2 separate regions of the Anas platyrhynchos genome follow, and region 1 is linked to region 2. Evidence: chromatin contacts called from public Hi-C data. All regions are on one chromosome and are shown on one strand. The core of a region is the stretch at or near the end of the contact, and the rest is flanking DNA. Distances in the headings are between cores, read along the strand shown.

Region 1 (7,083 bases), core at 1,416-3,915, 110 kb before region 2:
TTTTCCTGCCACAATAAGCCCACATCTCTCCTCCTTGTGCAGTACTCTTGCAACACCGTCCTGTTTGTTAGCTCCTTGTTTTTCCTGCAGTGCAGTTTCCCTCTGCTGTTTTCCATCACAAAAAGTGGATGAGTGAAGGGTTTAAAATACAACAGGGTAACATGCCCCTGCAGTGACAGATCTGTCAGAGGCAGTACATGCTGTATGGCCAGCCAGGGACTTGAGGGGAGCAGGAGGGTTCCAGGTGGATGGTTGAACACCTGATGTCCCTCTGTTTATGGGGCTAGTGGCACACATTTGTAGTCAACTCTCCACCCTGCATCTCAGCCTGTGGGCAGCCAAAATGACATGTTCAGACTCCCAGCTGCTGGCTGTAAAAGTAGAAATATAGTGGGACCTATCTGGTATATTATTGGTGAGGACTTTGTTATCACTGGTGGCTCAGATGAGTTTCAGATGGAGGGAACCTCCTGCAAGGGCTGCTGCAAGGCACGATGTGCTGCCTCTGCAGGGTGTGCTGGTGCAGGCTTGGTACCAGCATGTGCACCAGGAGGGGAAAAAGAGCCAGCTTTTACCACGGGTTGTAGAGCTTTGGTGGGGATGGGCCCCACTGACCCCCAGGTAAGAGCAGCACAAGTCTGTAGCACTGATATCTGAAAAGGGTTGTCCTGTTGGTACCTTTGTTGGTGGCAAATATGGTCTAGAGTAGATCAGGTTGTTTTTCACGTGACATTTTAAGTATTCCTGTTTGAGGATGGTCTGCAATATCCTTGAACTGATAGTGCTGTGCTTTGTCTCAGTGTATCCTTCACCTAAATAAAGTCATAAAGGGATTTACCACTGTCATAACACTTTAGATACCTTTTGTTACATACCATCTGAGCCTGTGGTCCAATCTTCATCCTCATCGAAGTGTGCATCACCACCAAAACCATCGCCAGGTGGAAAGGCATGAGCGAGGACACCAAGGGGGCCATCAAAATAACGAGGGCAATGCCCATGAGCTAAATAATATGATGTTGAAATAACATTGAGTTTATGTCATGACAGCTGGAAAAATCTTTAAATTAGTCTTACCACTGGTTTGCAGTTAGTGCATTACCTTTGGTCCCAAAAGCAATCATTATATCTGCTATTCCCTCATGAATGCGAGTGAAAATCAGTGGGGTGACAGTGCTCCACACTTTAAATGCCTTCTGGATGGCTTTATCCACATCGTCTTTGCTCATATCTGGTGTATAGTTCATGATTCTACAGTTACAAAAAAAATTATCTAATATTGTTAAGATGATGAACAGAGATGTATAAGAAGCAATTTACCCTGTAATCCAATAGCTCCCCAAACTGATCTTGGACTGAGTAAGTTTAACATAATAACCGCCCAACATGTCTTTTGCATAAAAATAATTGTTTACACAGTATCAGTTTTTCTCCAAATGGCCTTTATCCAGGGGGTGGTCTCTTGAGCATGAGGAAAATTGTCTCCTTGTGATCGTGTGACTAAGCTGTTGGTGTTAGCAAATTTTGAAGATGTGAGGGTTTGCACAGGGTGCAACTGATATTTCTGTTTGGCTCGCAGAATATTAGTTAGGAGTGATACAAGACAGGCAAAATACTATAGTTGACTCATAAAATGTAAAATACCCAGCTTGAATCTCAGAGATTCTTCTCAGGAATATACTTAGCTAACAGCTGGAGAAACAAAAACATTTTTGTGTTCCCAGATGGAAACAGTTGCTATAGAAGTTATATTTAAATATAACAAATATGGATACCCACAAAACCACAATATAAACACAGAAACACAATTATGGAAATACTACCTGTAAGTCAGCTTGTTTTTTTTCCACCCAGGCAGAGTGACACCATAAAGACCCACATCGGGAACTCCACACCTGGGTTTTTTCATCATTTCTAATGTCTCAGTGTCTGGTTTTCCAGTCACTTTCAAACCAAAAAATTGTTGCATTTTCTGGAGCTTTTCAGCTGTCGATTCAGCATTTGTTTTCCATCCAAGCTGATTTGGATCTGGTTCAACAGTATAGAACTTATTTAAATAGTCCTAATGAAAAAAAAAAAAAAAAAAAAAAAAAAAAAAAGCAAACACATTTCACATTTTGGTCTGTTTCTTAAATACATACCTTAGGACTGATATTGTTTGTGTATTGTGCTAGTAGAATCATCTGCCTATGATTTCAGAGCACAAGAGTTGTTTTCCTGAGGAGCACAGTTAAACAGAAACAGGCAAAATTTTCTCTGATTCTTATTCACTTGACATTTCCAGTTTCTACCGATTATCCTACTTTAATAAAGTTTGGGCAACAGAATTCTGTGTAATAGCATTGCCTCAGAAAGACAGCAAACTGCTGCAAAGCTAGAACATGCAGATTACATCTAAAAGGAAAGGGCTGTAGATCTCAGATACGGACAACAGAGTTACCTCTACAAGCTTTGCATCTTCTTTGTTGTCTTTCTCTGGGTGGACAGGAAGAGCATTAGAAACAGCAGCACACAGTAAAAGAAAAAGCAAAATTTTCTTCATTCTTAAATTCCTTTCCATCCTCATACGAGAGCAGTCTGCTTTCTGCTCTGTGTGCATCGTCCCTCACATTCCAGTTAGTATGGTTATAGAATGCTTTGTAGAGTCAGCTGGAGACTGACTCAGAGTCTACCGTGCTCTGATTACCTCCAGACATCCTATAACACTGTGCTGGCTGACACAATAGCTTAATTAAACCCATCCGATTTCACAGCCATCTGAAATCAGTTAGTACTTGAATACTCCTGAGCTGCTTGGCCACCATTTCAAACCTGGCACTCAATTTTAGATGTGTTAGACAGAATTTTAGAGAATCTGAGCAATTTCATGTCAGATGCAATGGAGCACAGTGGTTGTCCCAGTCCACCTGTGTGAAATGGGACCTCCAAATGTAGAGGGAGTGTTATCCACTCTTGGTCTGAGAATAGGAGTCATGCACCAGATGGGCACCCCATCCAAGAAATTAAAACTTTGGGACAAATTACTGCCATTTCTAGGATTTTTTTTTTTTTCATTAAATTTATCCAGTAAATGAGAATGTTTGTTTTAGAAAATAGAACAAAGTCTCACTCACCTTCTCTTGCCTGAAACTCTTTGGAAAGGCTGTGTGTTTTCTTTAAATTATAGTGGTAAAATTCAAGATATCCATAAACAAAAAAGACCTTACACTATAAAAAAGCCTTAAGGATGTGAATAATCTTACACTTCTTTCTTTCTTTCTTTCTTTCTTTCTTTCTTTCTTTCTTTCCTTTTATTTCCTTTTATTATTCCTTATATTTCCTTTTATTATTCTTTATATTTTCTATCCTTATATTTCTTTCATCAATTATCTATTATGTTGCTATCTATCTTTCTATCAATTATCTATCTAATCTATCTGTCTATCTGCCTTTTCATCATGAAAGGCTTCTTCAGTTTAACCACAATAACCACAGGGGAAATGATTATTTCCTGTCTTAAGTAATTCAGAATAAAGGAAATTTAAAGTCATACAAACTGTGACAAATTTTAGGGTTTCATCCTGTGCCAGCCAAGCACCTTCCTCTTTCACTGGTAGCAATGGGAGCTGAAGGTGTTTGGGACCTCCAAGGAGATCTGACAGTGCGTGCTCAACATTTACGAAAGACTTATAAGAAATATCCTTGTGTTGGACTGCGGCTTTTTTTTTTATTTCGGGAAAATCCTTGTTTCCGTATTTCTGGCTTTTTGCTGTCACTTGCAGCCAACTTTTCTCCGGCTGGAGACATTAATGACGAATTTTCTAGCCCAAATTTCACAATCTACCCTTGTTTGTTAAACTTTCTTGTTAACAGTATTTCTCAGCTATAATAATAATAATAATAATAAAAACACCTACCTCCCTTAATTTGTCATTATTATCATTTTATTGTGATAAGGTAAGAGACCCAAGACCCATGGATCCCTTTTAGTTCTGTTACTGAGGTACAAACTGTGACAACAAATTTTCTGAAATAGGGAATATCACAGAACTGAAACTAGAAATTCCATGTGCATTTGTCCAGAAATACAGAATGCTTTTTTTTTTTTTTTGAGCTCTTCTTTCCATTTTAAAACTGAAATATTTGGTAGCCTCAATGGTTTTAAAGCTAGAAGACATTACCATCTGACTGTATACATGTCAAAGGTCTCAAAACAAACAAATAAACAAACAAAAACAAAAACAGTTGTTTTTGCACAAAGTGTAATTACCAATGGCATTAGAGTATCCTTTTGGAAAAGGTGTTTTGGCTGTTGTCAATTTAATTTTGCAAAAAATCAAGGCAGTATTTTGAGATTTGATATGAACCGGGAAAATTTATTATCTTTTTTCCTGCTGTGGTTGGCTATCAGTTCCCACAGCTATCTGCTGTACAGCAGTGAAAGGACAGAGACAGCGAAAACAGCTAGGATAAGATTTGTTGCACCTAGTTTTACACATTTATTAGTTAAGTATTTGTCCATAGATAATGGAGAAATATGTCTCTCTAGAGAGTGACTGAGCCAGATGTCTTAGGATGGGATGAACTGCGCTTTTCAGGTATTCTTTTGCTGTCTTTACTGAATGTAGAACAGCTTAACAACTAATTTAGACTATGCCTCTAGCTTCAGCTAATAGTTCAAGCTACATTAGTATTTGCTCAGAAGAGACCTGTGTGCCAGGTGATGGAGTCCTACATTACTCAAAGCCTGTGTAAGGTTTTTGCTTCTTGACCACCTGCATAACACAGCAGCCAGTTCCCACTACTCATGGGAGAGAAGTCTAAATGCAGTTTCTCATGAAAGATGTTACACAAATTTGTCTATAGCATGCCTTGAGGTCTGAGAGAAGAAGTAGCTGTGAAACAGCTGTTGGTTGTAGTTTCCTTCTTCTTATCTTTAGCTTTGGTTAGAATTAGAGGATGTTATGCCTAGTGACCTCCTTTGTTTTCCTAGAATAGGTTTCATCCAGACTGCGGCTATGTGACCCAAGTTTTAACTTAGAAAGGTCAGTGGCTGTCCTTGCCACATCACTAGTACCAAGTGACACTACACAGAGAGCTATAGCAATCCTCAATACCACTGCATCATGGTCATCTTAATATGATACAATCAGGGATTTAGATCTCCTAAGAGTTCACACTGTGGGTGTCTCTATGTGAGTTAACTGTCTAGGCTTGCATAATATCAATAGAAATCTAATAAATATGGTCAGATGACATCTACAGAGCATTTCTTCTGACCACATGTAAGATGTAAACAGAGGATGATCTATACAGCTCTCAGGAGCTCACCAAATGTCTTGACCAACACCATTGACCATCATGGGAGCCTAAGCCTGAGATCATATGAAAACTCTTAGGCTTCAATTTAGTTGCCTAAACAATGGTGTGTTGTTCTCTTGAGAGTCTAGTGAACCTGAGACATAGACACAGGTGGCTGTGACCCAGGACCTAGAGGGGACACATGGCTCCTAGTCTGGCATTGGGAGGCCATGTGGAAAAATTCAGGCAACTTAATGGTACTAGATACCTGTTCAAGTAGCTTATATGAGCCACTACTTTTCAGGCTCAATAGTAGAAGCATAGAATGGTTTGGGTTGGAAGGGACCATAGTGATCATATAATTCTGACCCCCCTGCTATGGGCAGAGATGTCACCCAGTACACCAGATTGACCGAAGCTCCTTCCAACCTGGCCTTGAACACTTCTGGGAGTGGGGTATCCACAACTTCTCTGGGCAACTCATTCCAGTGTCTCACCACACCCATTGTGAAGAATTTCTTCCTTATATTAACATACCCTCTTTTAGTTTAAAGTCATTACCCCTTGTCCTATCAATCTGACCGTGGATTCAACAAAGGTGACTACTCAGCTTGAGTGAAAATCATAGGACAATGTCAAATGTCTTAAATAATGTATTAGATCCGTAACAAACCCTTGGCAAAGACTGCACTCTGTGAGGTCAGGATTCATCCATCCAAACATTGGTGCCAAGAGACAGCATAGGCTCTGTGGAGCTTTAGGGAGTGCTGATCTGCCAGAAGTTCTGTTTCATACCTGCATGGTCATCTTGGATACCAGTGCACTAAACACATATTTAGACAATTTAATACCTCCCTGGGTGAATCTGTCTCAGTTAATAGCAATGGGGTCTACACACACAAAAAAACCAAAAAACATAACAAACACTAGGGAGAGGTACAGTACTCTACCTTGCTAACGTAATTAGCAAATAGGACCATGAACTTATCAAAAGAGCAGGTAATTGCATGGATATACCAGGTAATGACAACCAGAGTCAGACTTACTGGAACTGGTGCTTGTGCCAGGAGCTTGTACCATCTGTCCTTCTATCTGGCTGAAATGGAGCAATTGCTACAATCATGCAAGAAAAGAAAAAATACACTCATTCAAGCTTGGGGGAAATTTTCTCTCAAAAAAATCACTTCATTTTGAGCTCTTGGTCTTCCTGCTCAAAGAAGGTTTACAAAACAAGTTCCTGAAATTGTGCCCGGGAACAGAAAATCAGAACTTTACAGCATGCCAAAAGGCGTGGACTAAAAATATGTTGTTATAACTTTCTCCTCTCTTTAAACTCTTCATCTTTATGGGCTGTGAATTACCCTTTCTTCGTCTTTCTTTCTTTCCTTTAAAAAATAACCACCTCCTTACCCCATTTAACATTTTCTCTGCTCCAATGAGTACCCCTAATTTTTAGTTCTAGAGAGGAATTGGTGGTCCTGCTCTAACTCTGAGGAGCTATTCTGGAATTACCTCACAACCTTCCCATTTGAAGGAAATATATGCCCCAAATTTTTATTTTTTAATTTAGACCTTGTCTAGAAAGAAGTATTATATTTCCCTCTAAATCTTCTGTTGCTAGGACTGTAGGTGATCTCTATTAAAACAAAACAAAACAACCCCCCCAAAAACATAATCAATTTAGACATATACGTTTAAAACAGCTTTTAGATTGATTGTTCAGTGGCATTGGTTTGCACAAGACAAATATAAAATAGCATTGTTACTGAAGCTTCAAATTTAAGAATTTTGTGAGAACAAGGT
Region 2 (7,417 bases), core at 1,731-4,230:
AAAAAAAAAACAAAAAACAAGAATTAGGCCATTAATCTATCTGTTAAAAGTGATGCTTACCAAGACTGGCATTTTCTTACTTAAACACATTTACATGTCCACTGTTGTCTTTTTTCTTACATAATAAGGCCTTTGGGGACAAATTCAGTTATTGTTCCATGATTCCAATGCCTATGTATTATTTTGTGGAAAACTTTGTGGATACAATTGAAAAAGAGGTATTGAACATAGTTTTTTATTTCATCTCCACTGCTATTTTATTCCAATATATCTCTAAAGCTCACCGAAATTAGGGAATATATAAAGTATTAGAAATTAAGCATAAAAAATCACACTAGGTCATGCAGAAGTGTTCCCAATAGTCTAACTAGAGGTTCTGTGCTCTGAGAATCTTCAGCATATTCAGATAATAAATCATCACAATTTCCCCATATCCGCCTAAAGAGCCACTGCTAGGAAATCTTTGTCTGGTATTAAACTAAAGCAACTGACCCTGCATTCTTTTCATCTGTATGCTGAATACAGAAACCAAGAACTGAAAGAAGAAAAATAAAAAATCAGAAGACACATTAAAATGTCCCATTTTAATATCTCAGCATTATAGCATAAACCTTGTGATTATGTGCATTGATTTTATTGATTCTGTGGGATCTGACTCAGCTGTGGTATGTTTGTGTCAGCAATCTGCAAAGTTCTCTCAAAGGGCGTTGCACTTCTGGAGCCTCTGTCTCAGAAATCAGAGTGTGATCTACCTCATCACCACATCTACCTCATTACCACGTCTACCTCTCGTCATTGAGATCTGAACGACATGACAGATTTCCAAGACTCAAATTCATTATCAGTTTACTACTATGTACAGTCTGAGAAAGAAGGCATTTTTTTTTTCCCCCAGTCAGCCAGCAAGCATTGCACCACCAGAATCACTACAAAAACAAATCTCTCTGTCCTAAATTTATTTCTGCTGCTGCCAGTATCGGGATCTCTGCAAAATATCTGCTCTAATGACAGGTAGCTTATCTGTTTTTTCTTCTCATCGATAGGATAGAGCAGAGCTGGCACCAGCATGGATCAGGCAGCCAGATTTGTCACTTTGGCACTCAGTTCCTCACATCCAGTAAAGGCAATATACTCACAATAGCCATACACTTTGTAATCAGGCCTTAGAGTGATCAGGAGCTAGATTTTATATTCATCTCAACGTGTCTACTCTAGCCAATTTGTTTATATTTTTGAATGGATTTTCTGTATATAGATCTGTGTACTGAAGACAGGAGCCACGTGAAGGAATCAAAGGGCTCATCCTAATCTTTCTGATGACATGAGTACACATAAAAGAGGCATTAATGATGAGAGCTTTCTGAGTCTAAATGTACAGCAAGATCAAACTAATACTTTAATGCAAGGTTCTGATATTTTTAATTCAAGCTATCTCTAGATTTTTTACAAAAAACAAAAGTCAAATAAGTCCAAATACAGTGCAGAGGAGATAGGTTAGCAGAAACAGGTCAGGGAGAAACAGCTTTTCCTACCCAGAAAAACAAAACAACATGAAATAGCAGTATGAGATAGCGAAACACAAAGTCAGCCTTTGAATAGGTAACCACTAAAACAAGAGACAGACCACTCATTAAATAAAATAATTCAGATTGCAAATATTTATTGAAAAAAGTCTTTAGACTGTAAGGTCTGATTATATGGTTAGTTGAGCAGACAAAGAACTTTCTTATGTACATTTATCTGCCTCCCACACCATACTTATAAATATATAAAGTCTACAAAATATATATGTATCAAATATATGAAGTCTTCTAATGCAGAACAAAGTTTTCAAGACTACATTTTACATTAGCCGGGTTGCTAGACAGGCCTGAGGTATGAAAATGTACAAGAGAGAATGTGTTTTCAAACTATACTATATTCTATGATTTGGGTATTAAGAACATAGGGCAATCGGAAGATGAAGAATTGCGAAACAGACAGGATAACAGTGTATTCTATTCATAAATGGACTAGATTAATTAATTTGGGATGATGATTGTCATTAGACCAAGAGAGAAAGATCTGATGGAATTACTTCTTCATGTTCAGGTGAAAGAGACTACAAGTTGTCCCAAGTATAGTCCTAGACTTCTGCAGAGTTAATCAAGCAGCAGTCTTGCTAGTGGATTTAGTTATGGATTTATTTTTTTCACAACAGGGAGACAAAGAAAGAAAGCTGATTTATGGCTTGAAATCTTTTCCCCACATGTTCATGTTTTCCTCTCTATATTTCTCTTGAAGAACTGGTTCTAGTTATATGAAATTGTGCATGTTCTAGTTGTAATTCACAGCAGAAGAGCATGTTAAAAGTGAGAGGTTTTTCTGAGAAAGATTTGTCTCATAAATTATTCTTAGTTAGATATATCGGAGTAGCTTCATAATTAATTACTGGCATAAAATAACTTTATAATAGATATAAATAAAACAATCAGAACAAAATACAGTGTAATTGTGCTTTCTATTTGAAGTCTCCACCAAGAACAACAAATAAAGATTAACAGCGTGAAGCCATTAATATTAAAGAGGAAGCATAGTGATGGCAGAGGAGACTACAGCCCCAAATTTGGAAAGGTGAAATATCTGTAATCTCAGATGTCCTGGATTATGGTCTGCATTGTGTCACAAAATGAAATAAAAAGACTGGTAAACACAACACATGATTCATATCCTGGTAATGAACTCAAAATACCTATAAATAAAAAAAAAATAAAAATAACTGATGAAACATCAGACCTTGCTTTCTGAGATACCTTGAACTTTCTTTGTTTTGTCCTCCACTGGAAATATTTTTTGCATTCCAAGAAGGAAATATTTACGGTCTATTAGAAAACAAGAACATTAAAAAAAAAATGGATATGAAAACCCCATATCTCACATGCGTCACTAGTCATCAGAAATTAATGATAAAGAAAGGAACAGACAGTTTTAAAGCAGCAAAGCAGCTGTTAAACTCTACTCAGCAGTTCCTACGTTGTCAAGCCAGTTACTTACCTCAGCACAGGTTATGAGCAGTCGTAAGTCCAGATGTTGCTCTTTTCAGGTCTGTAGCTTATGAAGGAGCTTGAAAACCATCTGAAGCAGGGATTCAGGTCCAGCGTACAGAGTCCATAGTTAAAATCCAAGTATGCAAAACTGAATGCCCATTTAAAACAATTTACTTATAAATATAGGTATTTGAGCAGCGTAAATACTGACCGCAAGGATGAGCTTTTGCAGCCACAGGGAATATAAAACTACTGACTCAGGGTGGTATGCTGTCCTCAGCCTGTAGCAGCTGGGCCACAAATACAGGTTAATCATCCCACAGATACTTTGGCTAACAGAAGTTGACATTTTAGATAAATCACAAGTTTTTGTCTGAGGCTACAAATGTTCCAGGATGGATACCCATGGCCATTTACCAATTCAGACATACAATGACTCAAACTTCTGTTCTTTAACAGAATCCAAAATGTGATGGAGTTAAAAGACTGTATTAAATGATAATAACTATTGCAATGCTTTAGGACTAATGATACTAGCAAGAACAAAGATTTCAAAGATTTCTTTTTCCCTATTTGATTACCTGATGATTTAAAAACTACATTATATTTCGAGTCACTGGACTGTAATTACCGAGGGTTATAGATGACATTTAATTATTCTGTGTACCAGAGGTGATATCTATTTTCAGCAAAAGATAATACATGAACATAAAATTACTGATATTTGTGCTGTTCTAAATCAGTCAATAACAGAAGGCCATAAAGAATTAAACACATTAGAGTTTACTAATCACATTAGTGATAACACTAATGCCCTTATACATCTGAGTTACAGGGCAAGGTCTTGTATGATTTCAATAGGTATTATGAAAACTTAAAATTGGAAAAAAAAATTCTGAAATAGGAGGAAGATTTTGCAGAGGGGTGAAGTTCTACAGAGAATTAGGGTCAACAGATGTGCAAGAGGGCCTTTATTGGATATTAAACACCTTCTCTTTAGATTGGTATTTTATCTATTGAACATCAATAAAAATATATTTGTACATAAATAATCATAAATTTCTGTCCTATCACAGTTCACTACTATAAGGAATCTACATAGTTATTAGAGATATATAATCTTTTTGACTAACATGGTTTATCAGTCTTTTTCTCTTTCATCTCCTGTTTGCAGATATAATATCTAAAATGGGATTGAGAACTACATTTTCAGATTGGAAAGAAGATATAAGATGAAAAACAGACAATTTACAAACTTGTTTTTGTAGTCTGCTGAAACAAAATTGAGTAATTCCATCAGTCTGCTTGTAATTTCATTAATTTATTTGTAATAACTTCTTTATAGTCATAACAGGGGAATATCTTTCCCAATACATACTAGGGATTTATTTTTTCTAGAACAAAAGGAAAGACCACGATTGTAAACCCTGAACAAAGAATTGTCATGAGACTTTTAAGGCTCATTCACTCCCAGTGTAATTCCATGGTTTGCTACTGGGTGGCACCACTGTGTTTCCTTGTGACTTGGGTTTACTGTGTGTGGTTGTGGAGTGTGGTGAGAATGGGAACTCATCCAGTTAAAAAAAAAAAAGTGTTTTGACAGGAAGGGGACAATTCAGGAGCTATGTAGTCTTGGCAGAAAATGAGGCTAAAGTTATGGCCAATTGTAGGAAAACTCAGGCCTGTGCATACAAAAGGATTACATCTGGATCACACTCGGTCTTGTCAATTGTATTTTTAAAATATTAACAATAAAGAAAGATAATGGTCTGAGATCAGGAGGAAGCATTTTCAGCAGGGCTGGGACAGAATTGACTGAGACCAACAGATTTTCAGATTTTTTAGATAATTTTAGATTATCTGTTCTTTGAAGGACAGATAATGCAGGATATCAGCAGTTTTGCATGAGTAAGCGAAAGACAGGCTTTGCTGTCATCCATAAACATTGGAAATGGAGATGGAGCCTGCAAAGTGGCAGGAGCTGAAGGGGCCTCATGGCTTCCTGCAAGGATGGGCTGTGGTGGCCTCAGGGCCCACAGCAAGTGAGGTCAGGGTGGCTCAGGCCCCACAGAAAGAAAGATCAGGGTGACATGGGCCCTTTTGTGAGGAGAGTCGAGGTGGCTCAGTCTCACAGTGAGGATGGCTGAGGTGGCTCAGCCCCTGGCAGGCCCTGCATGGTCTCACAGAAGCATCCAGAAAATGCTGCAGCCAAATCCGAGCCAAACCATAAGTGTTTCCTGGCTGGCCTGTTTGGAAATTTGTGAACCTACTTCTTACAACACCACAACACATAAATGTACGTCTCTACCTGAATTATTCTGAGGAAGCATGGTTTACAATTCTTTTTTTCTTGATTTTCCCTTTGCTTTCCTGTCTCATGCTGTTCAGGCTAAGGACCACTCTGAAGTGACTCTTCCTCCCCAGCTTGGCTGATCTCCATCTCAAACGCAGTGTAAGTAAAGTCAGCTTTCTCACAATTAGAAGTAGGACGAATATATTCCACTCCTAGATCTGTTTATCACTCACCCAAATGCATTTCAATATTTATAGTCATACATTTCCCGCAGCAGCACTTTCCCCCAAGCCCAGCTCCCCACAGCAGGACCCAACAGGATTTCTTTATGGCAGCCTTTTTCTACTTGTACACATAGGAACAAAAGACACCTTCTTCTGAACAGCCTGCAACTGAGAGAGAAACCCAGGGGTGAAGGCACACGTTAGTGCCAGGGCTGCAGCAAAACCCTTTGTCCTGGGTTCCTCCACCACAGCTACCGAGGTGCTCATGAGGCAGAGCTCAACAGGGGCAGAACAAAAGAAGTTTACCATTGTTTTATTACTTGAATGTTGTCTGAGAATAAAAACCGGCAAATACAGAGTTCTGTAACAACAGTTAATTGCTCCATTTTTTTGTAGTAGAATCACTGGATTACTTACAGGTAAATCTTGAAATGAAACATTATTGTCTGCAGACCTGAGCACACAGTATAACAAAACATGAACCCTACTACCTGATTGTAGTGAAAGCCATGCAAAATAAAAACATGAAACTGTGAGTGCTATTTTTTCATGTAAAGAACCAGGGGAAAATGTAGTAAACAAGAGAAGTAAATTTCCTATGAAATGGATGCTGAGGATGCTGGATATTCATTTCCTATGAAAATTGCTGAGGTCTCTACTCTGTTTTGTGGTCTCCAAGCATAATTTGACTCTCAATAGCAGCCTGCAGTCCCAACTCAAGCCAACTTCTGATTAAGCATTTTACCAGACAATTGACGTAAGAGAATAAAACAATAATAAAAAGTGCCTCAAGGTTCCTCTCAGCTCCAAAATCACAATTACAGTTAGGTCCTGCATGATGTGGGATAACCCTTAGCAAAGGCATAAACATAATCATTTGGCACTGAAACTCATGAAGTGAACGTACTGGAGCACATGAGGGACAGGACTGGTGGAGTTGTGCTACTGTGTGGGCACATCTGTGTTGTGTGCTGCTCAGTAGGAGGGGAGCAGACATGCCATTATGAGCTGTGTTAGTGGAGATGTGAGGCTTTCTTGCATTTTTCTGTGCCCTTTGGGAGTAGTCTGCTTGTATATGAAGGTGCACAGTAGACAAATAGGAAAACTATGGTCTGGAATCACATATTCTGAAGTCTCAAGTTGCACAAGGGGAAGTTTAGGTTGGATATTAGGAAGAATTCATTCATGAAGAGGGTGTTTAAGAATTGGAACAGCTGCCTGGGTAAGTGGTGGAGTCCCCATCCACACAGGAGTTTAAGAGACGTATGAAAATGGCACTAAGGCATATGGTTTAGTGATGGGACTCTGTAGGTCAGGTTGATGGTTGGTCTTAATGACCTTATAGGTTTTTTCCAACCTAAATGATTCCATCACTTATTGGGGTTCATCAGAAAAGAATGGGAGAGGTAGAGAAAACAGCAGTGATTGCAGGTTTGAGAAGGCTGGCTTGAAGAAGAGAGCATGGGATGGAAGGAAATGCAGTGGCAGCATGCTCTGGCCTGCGACCATTTAACTGAAGTCTTTCATAATCTGCTGTCTCACTGTAATTTCACATCCTGTTCTAACTCATCTGCCCTGAGCCTGGGCCACACCTCTCCAGGAAATAATTTGAGAATCACATCCCATGCTCTTTCTTGTCTCACTGCTGACTGACATCACAAAATATCATTCCACACTCTAAAGTTAGTACTGTAGCTTGCTGCAAGATCAATTCCAACTCTGTACAGGGCATCTAAAAACTCATTTTTTATGCTGAGCTGGCAGAGATAGGGATGGAGCACTAGGCCTCGTAAATGTTTTTTCGCTGACATTAGGCCCCATAAATTTTGTTTGTATTCTTAGGAATCATGTAGTGCATCAGCAGATTTTTGAGT

The links. Hi-C and Micro-C count contacts between places; a contact is called where the count stands out from the background.
Region 1: a Hi-C map of F5 follicle shows a contact between it and region 2, with 4 times the contacts expected there. The contact joins the promoter of LOC101794181 here to the enhancer-like site in region 2. A contact is called at or near these places in 4 of 8 Hi-C or Micro-C datasets (F1 follicle, F5 follicle, liver and 1 more).

What each region holds. Positions count from the first base shown.
Region 1 is chr1:192,518,475-192,525,557 of IASCAAS_PekinDuck_T2T, reverse strand. LOC101794181 (matrix metalloproteinase-27) reads right to left here and starts at 2,665. Exons shown (of 10, transcript XM_005010498.6): 1 at 2,441-2,665; 2 at 1,824-2,062; 3 at 1,103-1,251; 4 at 876-1,004. The coding sequence starts at 2,599.
Region 2 is chr1:192,406,459-192,413,875 of IASCAAS_PekinDuck_T2T, reverse strand. No RefSeq gene overlaps it. Among named protein-coding and RNA genes, the nearest start is that of DCUN1D5, 34 kb to the right of the region's middle. Within about 2 kb of position 2,980, at least 1 of the 8 cell types and tissues checked has an H3K27ac peak or open chromatin away from gene starts, as enhancers often do. A contact at or near this core is called in F5 follicle, where this site is marked.